2 separate regions of the Mus musculus genome follow, and region 1 is linked to region 2. Evidence: chromatin contacts called from public HiChIP or PLAC-seq data. All regions are on one chromosome and are shown on one strand. The core of a region is the stretch at or near the end of the contact, and the rest is flanking DNA. Distances in the headings are between cores, read along the strand shown. Region 1 overlaps Ap3s2 (adaptor-related protein complex 3, sigma 2 subunit). Region 2 holds the start of Mesp2 (mesoderm posterior 2).

Region 1 (3,048 bases), core at 361-2,860, 80 kb before region 2:
TTGAGCATAACACATCCCCTCTTTGCAGTAGGTCTGGGTGCTTAGAACCAAACAGCTGTTTATCTGAGCGTCTAAAGGTATCTCATCGTCACACTGCAGCACATTAATTGATCTTAACAGGGATGAGGTGAGGGTGCTATTTCAGAGTCCGGGGAATACTTAATACACTTTCAGAAAGTTTCCATTAAAGTAACATGATGGTGACTTAAGAATCAACTCTCTCCTGCACTGCTCTATCTATCTCCCTAGTTCCCAGGTGGAACCAAGTATGCCTTCCTCCTTATGCCCTCCACGCTGTGCATTGCAGTAATCCCTATGCTGAGGGTGGAGACAAGCCCTTCCCAAGAACACTGGGTGCCAGGACCTCCAGCCCTGGTTCATATCTCAATCAAGTCAAAGAATATTCTGCCTCTAACCCCACAACAGTCACACCATTTAGGGAGAGGAGGGTACAAGCCACCAACAGAGGTCAGGTCTGATTATCACACTTACTTTTGGCACAGAATCACAAGGCAGTTCACAGGCCCAAGAACAGCAGTGCTCCGCGTGTCTTGAGATGCTGCAAAATACTAGGTTCCAGAATGAGAGTAGTCAAGAGAGAAAAAGGCCCACTCCCAGGTCTCTAGGGCATAGTTCTGCCTTTGCACTCTCCGTTTCTTTTTTTACGTGGAATATATGAGAACTAGAATCTGACCCTAAGCCAAGGTCATTTCTCTTCCCTAGTCTGTGCTGAGTCCATTCTGGTTCTTTCAGAGCACATACCATCTAGCAGACAAAAAATGACCCACCCTCTCCCCCAAGAATCTCTTTCCTACTTACTCTCTGAAGACTTTTCATAGAATTTACTCAAGCAATCTAACCCGAGGGGATAGAAAATGCTATCTATCCTTGGCTTTTTTTGTAGTTACTTTTTTTTTTGATGTTTTTTTTTTTTTTTTATATGACACACACCAGAAAAGGGCATCAGATCTCATTACAGATGGTTGTGAGCCACCATGTGATTGCTAGGAATTGAACTCAGGACCTCTGGAAGTGCAATCGGTGCTCTTAACAGCTGAACTATCTCTCCAGCCCCCCACCCCCCAGTTACTTTGTAAGCTTGGTTTGTAGATGATTAGGAATTCCTTGTTAAAGCATGAGTGTTGTGAACTTGGTGCCCTGATTGTCAGAGTGACCGTGTTCTTTTATATTTGGTTAGTATTTTATTGATTCTATCTCCTCAATGGCCAGGCAGGAGTGTGTGCCTCTGTCTTGTAAGATTTTAATCCGATGAGGAATTGAAATTACTCTAGTCTAGAGGTTTCTGTGGCTGTCAGCAAGCTAAGGCTGTGGTATGGCTAATGGGCTGATAGTGTCCAAGAGATGTTGCCTACCCTCCCTGCCCCAAAGCCTCCAGGGTGGGGTCCAGCACCCCCCCCATCCCCCGAGAGCTGCCCTGTGTTGTGGAGTCAGCTCTGGAGGTGTTCTGAGGCACTACATTTGGGATTGACGCTGACTCCTCAAGCTTCACGTTCTGTATTTATTGGCGAAGGTGTGCGAGGTTGACTGCTTCAGCTTTGGAGCATGGCCAAGTTCAGGTTTGAAGACTGCTCCACTAGAGGAGAAGCCTGACTTCAGGGCTTTACCCCGCCCTTCCTCTTCTTAGACAGTTTGCTCCCAGTGGTAGTGATTGCTGACAAAGGTAGAGGCAGAATGTTCTTTGATTCATCCCAGGGATGGGAGGGACCCTTGGAGGTCTGGGCTTTGTGTCCTTGGGAAAGGCTATTGAAACTGACTTGTCTCCACCCTCAAAAACTCCACAGCCCAGTTTCTGTAACTTTGAAGTGGCATCTGTGTCCTTCCTGGTGTACTCTTGTCAATCTTGTTGAGACGCTACCAGGCTCATTTTAATCTGTTTTATCTGACGTGGAGTTTCAGAGGGCCAAGTTTGGAGGCCATGCCAGATCAACAAGCTGTGTCACCTCAGCCTAGTACTGGACTCTGCTTTCCCCAGCAGCTGTGAGCTAATGCTTTGTAAGCACTGCTCTGGGCACCCGCAGGAGACCTAACGTGCAACCTCAAACGGTCACGTTAGACAAGAGACCTGCAGAGAACAGTACCGCAGTGCCCTGGCTTAGTGTCTCAGTAGACGCTCAGCCAGATCACCAGGGAGACGCTGACTCCCATCAGCACAGGTCCTCAATGTCCTTGACTTAGGTGGCCCAGTCCTAGGCAGTCAGAACCCCAAACCTGGAAGAATGGTTTTGATTTTCACAGAACTATTTAGCAAGGTCACCATGCAAGATGAGTTGAAGGCTGCAAAGTGTGGGAATTGGCAAATCTCAGCAGTCGACAGCATTACAGACCCTAGCTCTCATTTGGGAAAGTGCTTTCTTTCTACTGGGAGATGGCAGCAGGTGGACAGCCCTGTTCCTTTTGTGCTGAGGATCAGACCCAGGTCCTTCAGCATGCTGAGCATATGTTGGTCTACAGAGTGAGTTCCAGGACAGCCAGGGCTATGCAGAGAAACCCTGTCTCAAAAACAAAACAAAACAAAAAAACACAAAAAACAAAAAAAGATAAAGAAAAACTGAGGATATACAGATATTTGAGTGGGAGTTAGAATGAGAGCAGAGCAGCGGCATAGCAAAACAGGGCAGAGGATTTGTAGAGCGCCTGGCAAGTTAGCTGAAAATCACTCTTACTTTTGGCAATTGTGAGATAGAGGTTTCAAGAGAAAAAAATTTAAGTTGTGTAGAACTATAAATACCAGTTTTCACTCATTAAAGTGTGGCCATAGATTTATGTCCATCAAACTCAGGAAACCCCAGCTGCTCCCTGCTGCTGTACAAACTCTTAAGATTTCAGATGCATCTCTCACCTACATTCTCATATCAGATTGCTCTCTTGGAACCTTGGGGCTGTCTTAAACCTTATGTTCAGGTAAACTCTTCCCCTCTTGTGAGTATTTCCGGGTCAGAGGGCCATTGGATTGGCCAAGAGCTTAGAAACCAAGTGACACTTCTTACTTAAACCCCAATAAGCACTTGTGAGGATATTTGACAATAT
Region 2 (3,077 bases), core at 513-3,012:
CTGGAGATTTCAAACCTGGCTCTTTCCCCAGTGTAGCTGGTTCCCCAGTGTAGCTGGTGCTGCCTGCATAGCCTCAGGGGAACTCATACAGTGGACCATAGAAATCAAGAATCCTGGTTCTGGGGACCCACTGCCAACCTTCAAATCCTAGCTCTGCTATGAGAAGTTTCTTCATGTCAGTTTTCCCACCTGTAAAATGGGGTGCTGTATTAGCATCATAACGCATCATAGAGCTGTATAATCGGATACAGGGAAAGTACAAAGCAACCAGAGAGTGCTTGGTAAAACCCAGTCATCACTATAATCTTTTATGGGCCACAAGTCATTTATGGATGAACGCATCTCAAAGAAAACACTCAGGTCACCACTTCCAGAAGGATCTATTTAGGAGGTGCTGCCAATACCCCTGGGCCTCACTCATGTACTGAACTTAGAATTTCCAGCTAGTGAAGGCCCTCGCCTTCCACCCTGGCCTCTGTGTAAATCCGAGGGCCATCCTCTCTTCACCAAGCTGTGGTGACTGTTGCACAGCAAAGGTGGCAATTATGGCAGTGGCTATAACTTCCCGGGGCCTCATCTCTTCTCCTACAGGTGTAAATAAGGCTATTTCCATCTATCCCTTCATTGGATAACCTGGGACCTGATGAGTAGGAGACCCTGTACAAACGAGAGACCGTCCACTTTAGTTCCAAATGAAGCCATGAAAATGGCAGGGGTCCTAGGACCTACCTGATACACTTTAGTCAGCTCTGCAGGTTCAGTGGATTGTGTCCAGTGTCCAGTCTTGTTCCTAGGCTCTGGGGACATCTGCATGCCAGGACATGCTTGAGGTGGTGCCCAGGGAGAGGAGTCAGCGGCTCTTTCTAGGGACTGGTGTAAGGGTGACTGTATTTGGGGACAATAAGGAGGTGTCACCCAGGGATCCACGTTGGAGATCCTGTTCCCAAGGTTTTCAGGTGAGATCAGAGGTCCAGGACAAGCAGGCGGGCACCCCCAGGACACCCCACTACTCATGGCTGATCCCAGGCTAGGACCAAGCATCTGAGCCTGTGAGGGGCTGCCACCGTCGGGGCATTGAGGGCATCGGTGAGAGAACGCCGCGTCCGCACTCCGTCGGCGCCTGCGCCGCAGACTGTCCTCGCTGAGGCCCAGCAGGGCTGACAGGTGGCCGATGTAGCGGATGGCCAGGCGCAGCGTCTCGATCTTGGTCAGGCTCTGGCCTGCAGGTGCCACCGACGGCGGCAGGAAGCGGCGCAGTTCTTGCAGCGCGCGGGCGAGTGTGCGCATGCGCAGCTTCTCGCGCTCGCTGGCGCTCTGCCGCTGTCCGCCTGCGGGCGCTGGGCGCGTTCGTCGGGGCGCCGTCGCCTGGGTAGTGCGCGTGCTACGGGCCGGGCCGGCGGGCTGCGAGGGCCGACGGGTGGCGTAGCAAGGGCAGGAACCGGACGAATCTGAGGACGAGGCCGGAGACGTGGAGTCCGATTGCTGAGCCCAGCCCCAGCCCTGGGAGAAGACCCAGTGGTCGAGACCCTGGAGGCTCTGAGGAGGAGGCGACTGGGCCATGGCTGGTGTGACTCTGGGAAGCTGGACCGGTCACCTCCAGGTCCTAGCTTTTATCTGGACTAAAGGTGTGAGGTGGTCCCCTGCCAGGTTGCAGAGAGGTGTCAAAACCCACAGAGCCCAGGGAAGGTCTGGGCAGGGGGGCCCTGGGAAAGCGGGCCCATTTGCAGAGGTGTGGATTCTGACCCCTCGAAGGCTCTAATGGAGGCCCCTGCTGCCGGGAAGTGTGGGAGAGACAATTCGCATCTGGATGGAGTTGCTAAGCTTCTCACCGAGCCCCCACCTTCACTCCGCCCTGCTACTGCAGGGTGAATACACCCGAACCCACCACCACGGTAGATGGCTGCTGGGTACCTGGATGTCTATCCCGTGCCTCTGGTTCACTTACAGAGTGGCCACCCTTCATCATTAGCCTTTAATGGGCTATGCCTGTGCTGGTTCCGACCAGCACAGTGGGGCTTCCTCAGGTTCCCCCATTAGCCAATTTGCTGTATACACTTAGAAACTCTCACTGACCACAGTATCTGTACCCACTAAAAATGGAACCCAGCAGCCTGGAGGGTTCCAGGCTGGGAAGTGGAAATGGAAGGAGGTGGATGCCAAAGCCAACTTGAAGCTTTGTGTCACCTTGAAGCCACCTAATTTCTTTGAGCTCATCTCAGTAGGAATTGCTGCACAGAATGACTTCCAGCCCTCCCTGGATTAATCCTGAAATTGCTTGCTATGGGCTTTCATTGTGCCTACACTTTATAAAGAAGGGACTGATACAGGTGTGGTCCATATACCCGTAATTTAGCACTTGGGAGACTGAGGCAGGAGAATTGGAGGGAGGTGAGGTCAACCTGTACCCATCAAGAACTTGTTCCAGAAAAGAAAATCAATCAAACAAATAAACCCAGTACTGCCACCGGTGACCACTCATGGCTATAGTCCAAGCCCTTGGGAGGTAGAGGCCAGAGGATGAGGAGTTCAAGTCCATAGAAAGTTTGAGGCCAGCCTGGGCTACATGAAACCCTGTCTCAAAAAACTAAAACAAATCAAACCCAGGCACTAACATTTCAAAGTGTTTATGGGCACACATTTGCTTATTATATGCAGGGCCCTTAACCTGCCTGAGCTTGTCCTGATTAGCAAAACAGCTAAGTATGGCATCTGCTCCCAGAACTTCTGTGAGAAACAGCTGAGGTAATAAAAGCCAAGGACAGGCTCTCCTGAGCATCAACTGCAACTGAAACAAGGCACCCATACCCTGCATCATCTCCAGGACAGAAAGCTAAGGGTTAAATGAGCTTTTGGCGCAGTCAGGCCTTAGCCACCGAGGCTGAGCAGGTCCAGCTGGGTCTTGAACCAAGAGCATTGTTTCATTAGGGAGAGGGGACACAGAGAACATTTCCAGAAGGGAAAGGCCTGGAGGTGGGAGGGCCAGGCACGTCTGGAACCAGGCTGAGTTGGTTTTACTCTCAAGGCCACGGGGAGCCTCTTTGACTTTTGAGCAGAAGGGTAAAGTAATCTAAAATATC

What was found. HiChIP or PLAC-seq counts read pairs in DNA pulled down with a chosen protein or histone mark.
Region 1: a contact with region 2 is called in an H3K27ac HiChIP or PLAC-seq map of embryonic stem cells, with 6 read pairs. The contact joins the enhancer-like site here to the promoter of Mesp2 in region 2. A contact is called at or near these places in 7 of 39 promoter capture datasets (the C10 cell line, embryonic stem cells, frontonasal cranial neural crest and 4 more), 1 of 15 datasets of contacts at CTCF or cohesin (the NIH/3T3 cell line), 7 of 484 Hi-C or Micro-C datasets (the C2C12 cell line, the Patski cell line, bone marrow-derived macrophages and 3 more), 2 of 115 datasets of contacts at active chromatin or transcription factors (both in embryonic stem cells) and 3 of 9 other capture datasets (adipose tissue, embryonic stem cells and pancreatic islet).

What each region holds. Positions count from the first base shown.
Region 1 is chr7:79,889,548-79,892,595 of GRCm38.p6, reverse strand. All of the region lies in intron 4 of Ap3s2 (adaptor-related protein complex 3, sigma 2 subunit), which reads left to right. Among named protein-coding and RNA genes, the nearest start is that of Ap3s2, 30 kb to the left of the region's middle. Within about 2 kb of position 1,610, at least 20 of the 459 cell types and tissues checked have an H3K27ac peak or open chromatin away from gene starts, as enhancers often do. A contact at or near this core is called in adipose tissue, embryonic stem cells and pancreatic islet, where this site is marked.
Region 2 is chr7:79,809,412-79,812,488 of GRCm38.p6, reverse strand. It overlaps Mesp2 (mesoderm posterior 2), which reads right to left and starts at 1,762. Exons shown (of 2, transcript NM_008589.2): 1 at 730-1,762. The coding sequence starts at 1,560.